Linked DNA regions of Sus scrofa: regions 1, 2 and 4 are each linked to region 3. Evidence: chromatin contacts called from public Hi-C and HiChIP or PLAC-seq data. All regions are on one chromosome and are shown on one strand. The core of a region is the stretch at or near the end of the contact, and the rest is flanking DNA. Distances in the headings are between cores, read along the strand shown. Region 1 holds the start of STYX (serine/threonine/tyrosine-interacting protein). Region 2 holds the start of GNPNAT1 (glucosamine-phosphate N-acetyltransferase 1). Region 3 holds the start of FERMT2 (fermitin family homolog 2). Region 4 holds the start of DDHD1 (phospholipase DDHD1).

Region 1 (2,700 bases), core at 26-2,525, 250 kb before region 3:
TGGCAACGCCAGATCCCCAACCCACTGAACGAGGCCAGGGATGGAACCCACATCCTCATGGATGCTAGTTGAATTCGTTTCTGCTGCATCATAACGGGAACTCCTTTCTTCCCTTCTTACTTTGGTGGTGGTATTTTTTTAAAAATTGGTTTGGTGTACGTATTTGAAAAGTATGGATTCCTCTACTTCTAAGTTTGATTTTCCTCATCTGTTAAAAACCAAAAAAGATACTAGGCCCAGAAGAAGTACCATATACCTAAACTTTATTAAAAGTATAATATTAACTGACTCAAAATCCTTTTAAAAAGATATTGAAAGCCATGTAGTTTAATAATAAGGTGAAGTGTTAAGTTTAGCATTAAAGTAAGAAAACTTTCTTGAGTATTATGTGCAAATTATAATATTAACTGACTCAAAATCCTTTTAAAAAGATATTGAAAGCCATGTAGTTTAATAATAAGGTGAAGTGTTAAGTTTAGCATTAAAGTAAGAAAACTTTCTTGAGTATTATGTGCAATTTCTATTAGCAATTTTTTCTACTTGCTATTCTTTCTTGATATTTTCTAGTTGTTTTCTATTCCCAAGTATTCTTAAAAGTACACCGTTTAGGAGTTCCCTTCATGGCTCAGTGGTTAACGAATGACGATTAGGAACCATGAGGTTGCGTGTTCGATCCCTGGCCTTGCTCTGTGGGTTAAGGATCTGGCGTTGCCGAGAGCTGTGGTGTAGGTCGCAGACGCTGCTCAGATCCCGATTTGCTGTGGCTGTGGTGTAGGCTGGCCGATACAGTTCAGATTCCACCCCTAGCTTGGGAATCTCCATATGCCGCGGGACTGGCCCAAGAAATGGCAAAAAGACCAAAAAAAAAAAAAAAAGTGCACCGTTTAGATTTGCTTAAAAGTGATGGTATTTCATTTGCAGCATAACAATTTTCAGATGAAACTTCATTCATTACTCTTTTGGTTATAAACTCACCACAGACTGGGTAGGATTCTGAGGGGGGGAGAAAACTATGTAGTTTCCTTTGCCAGTTTATGGTGACTAGGATGTTTTCCCCGTTGTTAATCTCGAAGGGGCAGAGCGGATTCGGATTACCCCTCTGCCTTCCGCAGCCCCATCTCCTCTACAGGGGGTGAGCTCCCGCTGCGGCGCCTCTGGTGCCCCGCCCCCCCGCGTCTGCGCTCTCGCGAAGGGGCGGGGTTGCGGCGCGCTGACACCTGGCGGCCGCGTGGGGCGGGCAGAAGGCGAGCGTGGGCTGGGATTGGCTGGGACGGCGCGAAGGAGGAGACGGTTGTAGGGCTAGTGTTGGTGCCAGAGCCTGGCGGCCTGAGGGGCGCGGAGATTCGTGGGGGAGGGAGACGGCAACAGCATGGCGGCCGGGCACGAGCCGCCCAACTCTCCTCTTCCCGGCTGTCGCCGCCGCCGCCGCCGGAGTCGCTGGAACTCTTTAGTCCGCGTGTGTTAGTTGTAAGCCCGCTGCCTACTCATCAGTCCTCTGGTCCACCCGCCCTCCTTCCTTTCACCGCCACTGCCAGCCCCAGGGTCGGTCGGCCGGTAACTCCCACTCCCACCCCACCCACCCACAAGCCGGCGGGCCTGGGCCATGGAGGACGTGAAGCTGGAGTTCCCCTCGCTCCCGCAGTGCAAAGAAGACGCCGAGGTGAGTCCATCCGGTGACTGCCACGCACAGGCCTCCTCTTGTGGTTCCTCGGCCGAGGGGCGACCCCAGGCCCCAAACGTCGAAGCCTCCGGGTTTCGGGAGCCCTGTGGCCTCCTGAGGGCGTCCCGGGACCTCGGGGCGGGGCCTCGCGCTCCCAGGCCGTCAGCCCCAACCCTGGCTCACTGACTAGTTCCTCTTCTCTCCGTGGACTCCTGGCAGGGGCCGTCTGCTCTTCTTGATTGAGGTAGTCGGGCGAAAGCTGTCCTCTCCCTGCCAGGTTCGGCGTCGAGGACTTACTCGGAGTAAGGTTCCTCTTTTATGGCCAAGGCAATGCGAGAGTAATGTTTTTAATGTCGTTTTGAGGGATAGTGTTTGGTGTCATCGATTCTGTTGTGGGACCCATTGCCCCACGTGTGGAATAGATTCTGGGTCCTGAGCCTGGACGTGTGCCTTCAGAAAGTTTCCCGAGGCAGTTGGTTTGTTTTGGTTTGATTTTTGGTGTTTTTGAAGAAGAATAAAAATGTCACAAAACTAGCTCATCTGAAACGGAAAACTTCATTCGAAAAACTTGCCGTTTGGAGGGAAGTTAATATGAAGAGCAAAATTCTTAATAACTTGGGATCTCTGGATTTCTAATTAGGGGTTCTTTTTACCCTACCGTATTTCTTTCCTCTCTAACGTTTGTATTGAGTTTTCTCCCATTTATTTTTAGAGTACTTTATGGTATTTCAGACTACTAAATTAGAATTTTTCTCAAGACTGTATTAGTAACAGGACAAGGATATTCAGTTATGCTTTAGTTGAATTAAGAAAGAAAGAAATCTAAAATTTCTGTTTTTAAGAGATCATTCAATTTATACCAAATATTCATTCTATTGAATATCTTCACTTATGGTTCACATTTTTTATTTGGGAGGGATGTTTTGCTTGTAGTAATCCTTGAGAATTTCGTGTTTTAAGAGTGGACTCTTAAATGGGGGGAAAAAGTAGAATTTAGGTTAGGTTAAAAATGAATTAACACTTTTTTCTTTGTTTTATAT
Region 2 (2,700 bases), core at 112-2,611, 180 kb before region 3:
AGCAGGCAGGGGGCCCTCGTGCTGTGTGAGACTGGGGTTCCTCGACATACATTTTATAACAATTTCAATAATTTGATTAAATTCTGAATCTAAAGAACACCCCATTCGCTGATCATTTTGATAGGTCTGGCTATATTTATTACATAGCTATATTTATTACACTTAAGGTGAGAATTTTCAAAAGTATTTTCTGATAGTTTATCTGACCTCTGTAATAGAGGCATTATTCTCAGTCTATCCTGGAGCAAGCTGGAGCACGTGGAACTTTCAGGACTTAACTCCAAGGTAACAGCCAATGAGTGAATTGGGACTAAATCTTCTGCTGTGGTTCTCCCACCTTGAGCTCTACAAACACCATACTCAGTAGAAGCCAATCTTTACATCATCGTGCCAGACAGGTAGCTGTCTCCTCTATTCTAAAAAATGTCAGTGAATCCTGCCTAATGAAACTGATCAAAATGATTTCTTGAGATCCCTTCTAAGATTCACTCACGAGTGTATATCCTAATAAAACTAGAATTGCCTTTCAATTTTGTGTGAAATTTTAAGAGTTCAATTTACATAAACATTACATCCCATAACAGAAATCACCGTACTCAGTGTTCCTAGGGGTAGAAGTCGCGGGAAGAGACAAAGGATGTCGGTCTTTCGCACATTGAAAACCCCAACTTAGTCAGCCCAGGAGGTGTTCTTCGGAGCCGAATCATGTCCTCAAGTGGCTCCTGACCGCTGTGGGGTGCTCCTCGAAAAGGAAAAGGGGGCCCCAGGCGTTCGTGCCCACTCAAAACCGAAGGCGACAGAGACTGTGAATAGCTGTCACAATCCTCCATGCTAAAGAGTTTAGACCCAAGTCTCCGTTCTTGCCCTACCAAGGGCCACCCCCTGCATGGCCGGACCACTGGCCATCATCCCTAACCTGTTCCAGGCGTGTGTCCGCTGAACTTGCTCTAAACTACCCTCTACGCCCCCATGTACACCCAGCTGGCGAAGATCAATGCCCAGCTCCTCGAACGGAACCTCCCCGAGCCCTAGCCCAGGCCTAGCTCTCCTCGCTCGGGGTAGCAGTCCCACCTGTTTGATAAATCTGAAGGCAGGCCCACGACGGCACCCAGGGCATCCAGCCCGGCCCCGCTCCCTCTCCCCGACCCCCAGCCCCCTCACCCGTAGAGGGCCGCAGTTGGCGCTCCTCTCCAGGCCTTGTCGAACTCTCACCCACCCGGGTATACAGCACTGGATCCGGATCCGGCTTCAGCGCCAGCCCCACCTCCTCTACCTCCCGCGCGCGCTACAGTCGCTTGCTCAGCCGCCACGGCGCGAGCAGCCGCCAGGACGTGGCAGCACCACCGCCTCCAGCCCGCCCCTGCCCGCTGACGCAGGGCAGCGCGCAGGCCGGCGGAGGCGACGGCGGGCGGGGCCAGGGGCGAAACCCGAGTGCGGGGGCGGGGCCTGTGGCGGCGTCAGCACGTGGGGCGGCAGCGAAGACGTTCCCGGGACTCCGCCCGGCGCGGGCGCCGGGCAGGAATCCAGAGCTCACTCCTTCGTACTCCGCGCTCCCTAAGGCTTTTCCCACGGCCTCAGCGTCTTGGCTTTTATGGAAATAATTTTGCCTCGGAGTCAGCTAAGTGGTGACTAGTGTGGGCTGCTTTGATTCTTAGAGGCCAGAGGCTCGGCCCCTTGCCCTCTGCATTTGCCCCTTCCCTTCAGAATCACTCCACTCATTGATTAGGACTTGTGCTGGAGGCTCGAAGCTTCTTATCCCGTTTTTTTTTGAGTCACAAATCCAGTCTCTGTGAGGCGGGGCACCTGCATCTTACTCCCAGACTGCGTTTTATTTCTCGCTCAACTCCTTTTTGGATGAACGTGGGGTTAAGACATTAGTTCTCAGCTGCGCGATTTTATTTCCCAGGAGACAGTTGACCATGTGTGGCACATTTTCAAACTCAAATCTTAGGGGAGCGGGGATGGGGAGGGAACAGGTTTTAGCGGCATCTCTCCAGATGAGAGGATAAAAGTGGGTATAGATCAGGCACGCTGCAAAATGTTGCACAGAACACACGGCAGCTCCCAACAACAACAAAAATCACCTGGCCTGAAATTTCAGTATTGCCGAACTTGAGAAACCCTGGGTTAGAAGAAAACTGACTTTTCTCTGACCTCCTGTCTTACCTAAGTAGCATGTGTTAGTAAACAGGTTCAGAGATGTTAGTTAATATGCTGAAGTCACATAGCTAGTCTCTCTCCTTCCTTGCTTCGTTCCATAAATTTCAATTTTTTTCTTGCTTATTTTTGAGACTTAAATTTCAGTTAACTGTTTTACTGATTGGTGCATTCTCACAACTTCAGAATATCCATCTCGTTTTTACCCTTACACATACAAAAGAATATGCGAAGACGTAAACAACAGTAAACACCGCTAATCTTAAGAAACACATAGCTTTGTTTTCTTTCAGATTTCTGACCCTATATTTACAGTGAGTTCCTCCTGGGCAAAAGAACCTTGTAAATTTTCTTTTTTCTCTCCTTTAGGGCCACAGGTGCTGCATAATGAAGTTCCCGGGCTAGAGGTGGAATCAGAGCTTCAGCTGTTGATCTATGCCACAGCAATGTGCGATCTGAGCCGTCTGCGACGTACACCACAGCTAGCTGCAACTAGGGATCCTTAACCCATTGAGCGAGGCGAAGGGTTGAACCCAAATACTA
Region 3 (2,700 bases), core at 133-2,632:
CCGCTCTTCACGGCCCCTCGCCTCTCCCTCCGTGCTCCACCCCTCTCTCCCCGCCCCCTCAATCCCAGTCCAGCTCAGGCCGGGCGCGCCAGCTCCCTCCTCCCCGCCCCGCGGAGCTGCCCGCAGCGGGTCCAGCCGCCTCGCCCCTCCCCCACAGTCCCCAGCGGCCCCGCTGGGGGCCAGAGCCGCTTGGACTCCCGGGTGGGGGGCGGGGCGGCGCACGGCGGGGGAGCGAGCTGTGCGGGGGAGGCGGGGGGCGCCCGCGGTGGCAGCAATCTCGGCCCCGCCGATCCGCTGCCCTTTTATGGAAATGAAGGACCCGGCGTAGGGATTGAGTCCAACATCCGGGCTCTCGCCGGCGGGACCTGAGGAGGGGGAGCTCGGGGAACGCAGAAGCCTCCTACCCAGCGCGGGTGGGCGCTGGGCGCTCCTTGCAGCGCTCGGGTCTCAGGCTCGGCGAGCGCCCGCGGCGGCGGGTGTCTTGGCTTCCAGCTGGATGAGGGGGCCGGTCCGTGAGAAATGGTTACAGGAAATTCCCAGGACAAGGTCGTTTTCAGGGAACAAAGTCCCCCGCCCCCTCCCCACGTCTGGAGCGAGCCCAAAAGTCTCGGGGCGATGAGAGGTGCCGCTCTCCGGGAGCTGGAACTGGGGGTTGGGGACATAAAAACTTTTAAAAAGTAAATGCCCAAGCCAGCTCCGTGAACATCCGACAAAAGAATGAAAAAACCCAAAGGGAGTTGAACCACAAAAATTGCTTTGCAAGCAATGTCCGGCACAACCAGCAACTCCTACTGGACTCCTAAGAGTTTGCTTGCGCTCTTAACCCATTAGGAAGCTCCAACCAGAAGTGAGTCACATAGGTTCTACGATGCTCGTATGGGGGGGGAGTGCAAATCAGGGAAGTGAGTTTTATTCGAAAACTGTTTCTGCAGCCTCTTCAACTCTGTACGTATTTGTATGTTTTTAAATATGCAATTTAGAACTAACAGTCTACTAAGGCGTTTAGATCGATATACATCCTCTACCCCACCCTCAGCCACACCTTGAAGGAATTTTAATAGCTCCGGACCGGGGCCAGCAGGTACTGGAAGAAATAAAGAGCTTTACCTGTTGACGCTGACCAGTGATGGAGAACGGTCCTCCTGCTCCCAATTTTCTTCCACTTCCCCCTTTTACTGCCACACTCTGGGGAGAGGGAGCCAGTCAGAAGCAGCTAGCGGGGGAAAGTGCCTCGCTGGCAAAAGCATGGCTCAACAAATTTAAGTCAGGGAGACTCGGATAAAATGTCCCAGATTCCATAAAAGACCCCAGTTTTTAAAAGTCTCAAAGTCTTCTTGAACCTGTGTCAGTCTCTTCGAAGAGGACCTCCCCCTCCCCGCAAACAACGATGTGTTCAGCAACACAATTGGGAAACGAGGTTAGAGGCCTCAAGAAAGGGGTGGAACCCATAAAAGAATGAAAGAGAAGCAGCGAAATTTAGTCAGATGCCAGAGGTTTGGCACCAAAAATAGGGTAAAACACTACAGTATTTTCAGCTACTCATCATGGAGAAATTGATGCCTCGAGTCTGTAGTCTCTAATCTCTATTTCTACTCATGGATGTTCCAAATCATTCACTTGGAAGCAGTATGGACAACCAGAGAGGAGGGAACGTCTATGTAAATTGCGGTGTTGAAAATATCGAGGAAAATGTTTTTTAATAAAGTAGAGAAAAACTTGTTAGGGTTAAAAAATATGTACATGTAGTTGTAAAATCACGAGCATATTTTGTCTTAAATATTCAGAGCAGAGAAAAAAGACTGAAAGGAAATACACCAAAATATTAAGAAGCTCTCTGGTGTTGAGATAATAAGAGTTTTTTTTTGTTGTTGTTTTGTTTTTCCCTCTTCTTCATTTTCATTCAGGCTTTGCATTCAAGACTTGTCTGTTACTGCCTTGAATTACATTCAGCATATCAATTTCCATGGACATGCCATTACATTCAAAACGATAGACACAACTGATAGAGTAGCTATTGGACACCTGGACAGGACTTTTGGGGGTTTCCTTATGTGTTTTTTAAAATCCCCCAGTAAATTATAAGTTCTTGGATAGCAGGGACTTCAGATTCTTTGCACTGCACAAAGAAAATGGAAAACATGCTGGTATCAAATTAACACAGATGTCCAGGACACACTAGTTCTGCCCCATGGAGATATTTCAGTACCGGGGAAGTCCTGACTTGTAAATCTACATATTTATTTCTACACTTTATCCCCGCAGGGATGTGTGGCAATGTATAAGGATACATAAACTTTGAGATAGCATACATGGCACAAAACAAGGAGGAAAAAAAGGACAGGAAGCAAGGGTTCGAGATTTAAAATGGAGCCGGGAATGAAGATAAGAATTGTACCTTAAGACCTTTGCAAGTGCTCCCATAAGCTCCGAATAACTATGGTTTCTCAAACATGCCTTTCAGAACCAAAAATATGCACATCCTTTCCTTCCGACAAATTTGTCGAAGTCAACTGTCGTCTAAGAAACCATTTTACTACTCAGTTTCCACATTCTGGTTCTTGCCTCACTCTTCAGTGAGTTACTTTCTGAACAATCTCCCACCACCTCGCCGACTTCTCTGACTGCTGCCCACTTCTCTGAGTGTTTCCTAAAGGAGAGGGAGCAGGGGGTGGGATAACATTGCATATAACAGCCCCATTT
Region 4 (2,700 bases), core at 147-2,646, 150 kb after region 3:
GATCAAGTTGCAAATCCACCCGCGTGCGTGTTGGGCCCTGCAGAGGCAGCCCGTCCCGCACCCTCCCCCGGCCGGCTACTCACGGTTCCAGTACACCGGGTAGCATTCTCCTTGGTTCACATCCACCTCGTAGAGGCCGCCCCGCACACACACCCGCTCGATGTTCACCAGCTCCTCCATCTCGCGCCCGTGCCCGGTAATGCGCGGACAGAAGCCGCAGACGCGGTCCCCCTCGTGGTCCTCCAGGGAGCCGGAGGCCTGGCCAGTAGCGGAGGGTGGGCCGACCGCATGATCGCCCTCCGGGTCTTGGGCCTGGGCCCGGGCATCCGCGGCCTGCAGCAGGGTCCGGAAGGCGAGCTCGATGCGGAGCGAGTCGTAGCCGATGAAGGGTTTCCAAGTCTTCTTGTCTTCCTTGTAGAACCAGCGCACCTCCTCCGGGCCCAGCTCCGTCACTACCTCGTATCGGTGCCGGGCGGCGGCGCCGCCGGGCCGGATACGCTTCCTCTCCCCGGGGCCCCCTCCGGCCGCCCCGCCGCCCCCCGAGTTCGACGGGACCAGAGGCGGCTGCTGCGGCGGGTGAAGTGACGAGGAGCTGCCGCCGCCACCGCTCTCGCCCTCACTGTAGTAGCGCAGCGAGGAGCCCGACTCGGCGGAGCTGAAGTCATAGTTCTCGTCACTGAGGCAGGGATCCAGCGCCAGGTGGTGGTTGTGGTCCTCTGCGCCCGGCGCCAAATGCAGCCCTGGCTCCCCGCGCAGCAGGGCCAGGGGCACTTCATCGTCGCCCGGGTCCCCAGCAGTCAGGTGGTCGAAGCAGCGGACGCTGCTGCCGAACGCCGGCTCCGCATCCGAGCCCAGCTCCCAGGAGGCGCCGCCGCCGCCCCGGCCGTTATGCTCGGGGCTGAGCTGAGAGCCGCGGCCCGGGTAATTCATGCTCTGGAGACGCCGCCGCCGGCCGGGCCGGGCGCGGAGCCGTGACCCCCAGAGCTTTCGCCACACATTCAACGCCGCCTCCCTCTCCACCGGGAGTTTTCAATCTTTCAAATCCCGACCGGGGCTGCGGCGGCACCCGCGGCGGCTCCGCCCCCCCGAGCCCCGCAGCCGCGGTAGCCGCGTCCCGCCGCCAGTCTCATAGTCACGCAGCCCGACGTAGGTGGTGCTTGGCCTCAGGCCCCGCCCCTCCCGCCGCGCGCGCCGTCCCGGAAGCCCTTTCTCCGCCCACTCTGCGCCGGAGCCGCGCCTCTTGCCTCTCCTGCGCGGGGTTGGGGTCATCTCGGGATTCCTCAATTCCTGTCGCCTACTCTCCTTTCTCCTTCCCCTGCACTGCCGCTTCGCCCCGCCCTTCTAGGGTCGGAACCCAGGTGTGGAGAAGCTTTACCCGACTCATCCTTGCAATCTGGATCCTGAGCCGTAAAGGCTTATTCTCCACATCGGGAGAGAGCCCCCGGAAATTGGATTCATCTGACACTTTTTATGACTTTAGGCCCGCCTGCGGCCTCACCTGGACTTTATCAATCACCTGGTTTATGGTCCCTACAGCATCGTGGGTCCACGCAGGGCATTCCACTCCACGCCTACGGATTCCTCACTTTGGCGTCACGACTCCCACTCAAATCCAAGTCAAAACCGCCCTTCATATACCACCTCATATTACTGCTTGTCTTCCCATATGTATTTCCTGTTTTCTAAACCTTATTTTAAGGTCCTTGTTGGAGGCCAAGTCTGTATGTTTCAACCTCCCACAAGGTGGGTGCACAATCAATGTTGATTATAAGGATGGCAAACCCGGTCAGCTGTTGATAATTAGATTGAAAGCTAAAAAATAACCAGGTTTTAGACTGTTTTGATAACTAACTGCAGGCAGGTCACTTAAATCTTAATCTTTTTGGTTTCCTCATCTGTAAGATCTCTGAACTCTTCCAGCAATAGAATTCTGTGACTGGCAAGATTACTTTTTGTTCTTTATGCATCTCTGATTCTGTAGCACTTTCTGGGATCAGGTTGAATGCTGAGGCTCCCGTGTGGTTCTTTTATATTATGCAAAAGTTTTATTTTATAAACGCATTACTCTATGTTGAGTATCCTGAGAAAAACAATCTCTAATCTCAGTGTTATCAATTCAAGATCAGACAATATTCTCCTTGAAGATTAGGATTTCAACGTATGAATTTTGAGGAAACACAAACATTCAGACTATTGCAGAGAGTGTCTTCTTTGGTCACAGACTAAATGGAATAATAGCCTGTCCTGAAGCGGGAAACAGTCATTGAACCCATATAAGATGTCTACTGAGTTTCAGGCACTATGCTAGACCCTACAGTGAAGCAGTCAACAATCTAGAGGTATCTCTAAATAAACCCAGAAAGCCAACTTTTTAGTTCTTCTGAGGAATATAATTGTAATGCCAGAATGACCACAGGAGTCATTCTTTCCCTAAATACAGATCAATAGTGCAAGCCAAGTTGCAATCTAAATGTAGCTGGACAAGTATAAATAACATAGGACTACTTAATGAATAAAGTCATTCATCCTTCTGTTTATTCATTCAACAAATATTTATTGTCTAGTCATGTTTTGCTGGTGGTTTTTGTGTTTGAAATGATGCTTATGATGCAGAATTATCAAATGCACTTAAAGATTTGTAAGAGGTCTGCCCACAAAACTGTACTTACCAAAAATTCATAAAAATTTTCTATATTCCTT

Evidence for each region. Hi-C and Micro-C count contacts between places; a contact is called where the count stands out from the background. HiChIP or PLAC-seq counts read pairs in DNA pulled down with a chosen protein or histone mark.
Region 1: a contact with region 3 is called in a Hi-C map of embryonic fibroblasts, with 2.4 times the contacts expected there. The contact joins the promoter of STYX here to the promoter of FERMT2 in region 3. A contact is called at or near these places in 1 of 5 promoter capture datasets (liver) and 3 of 47 Hi-C or Micro-C datasets (embryonic fibroblasts, fetal heart ventricle and skeletal muscle).
Region 2: an H3K27ac HiChIP or PLAC-seq map of skeletal muscle shows a contact between it and region 3. The contact joins the promoter of GNPNAT1 here to the promoter of FERMT2 in region 3. A contact is called at or near these places in 1 of 5 promoter capture datasets (liver), 10 of 47 Hi-C or Micro-C datasets (embryonic fibroblasts, epiblast stem cells, fetal skeletal muscle and 4 more) and 1 of 2 datasets of contacts at active chromatin or transcription factors (skeletal muscle).
Region 4: a contact with region 3 is called in a Hi-C map of embryonic fibroblasts, with 2.0 times the contacts expected there. The contact joins the promoter of DDHD1 here to the promoter of FERMT2 in region 3. A contact is called at or near these places in 2 of 47 Hi-C or Micro-C datasets (embryonic fibroblasts and heart right ventricle) and 1 of 2 datasets of contacts at active chromatin or transcription factors (skeletal muscle).

Annotation. Positions count from the first base shown.
Region 1 is chr1:182,356,322-182,359,021 of Sscrofa11.1, forward strand. It overlaps STYX (serine/threonine/tyrosine-interacting protein), which reads left to right and starts at 1,276. Exons shown (of 11, transcript XM_003121793.4): 1 at 1,276-1,660. The coding sequence starts at 1,604.
Region 2 is chr1:182,422,088-182,424,787 of Sscrofa11.1, forward strand. GNPNAT1 (glucosamine-phosphate N-acetyltransferase 1) reads right to left here and starts at 1,362. Exons shown (of 6, transcript NM_001243376.1): 1 at 1,162-1,362.
Region 3 is chr1:182,605,508-182,608,207 of Sscrofa11.1, forward strand. It overlaps FERMT2 (fermitin family homolog 2), which reads right to left and starts at 1,383. Exons shown (of 18, transcript XM_021102113.1): 1 at 1,108-1,383.
Region 4 is chr1:182,753,130-182,755,829 of Sscrofa11.1, forward strand. DDHD1 (phospholipase DDHD1) reads right to left here and starts at 1,397. Exons shown (of 12, transcript XM_003121795.4): 1 at 84-1,397. The coding sequence starts at 930.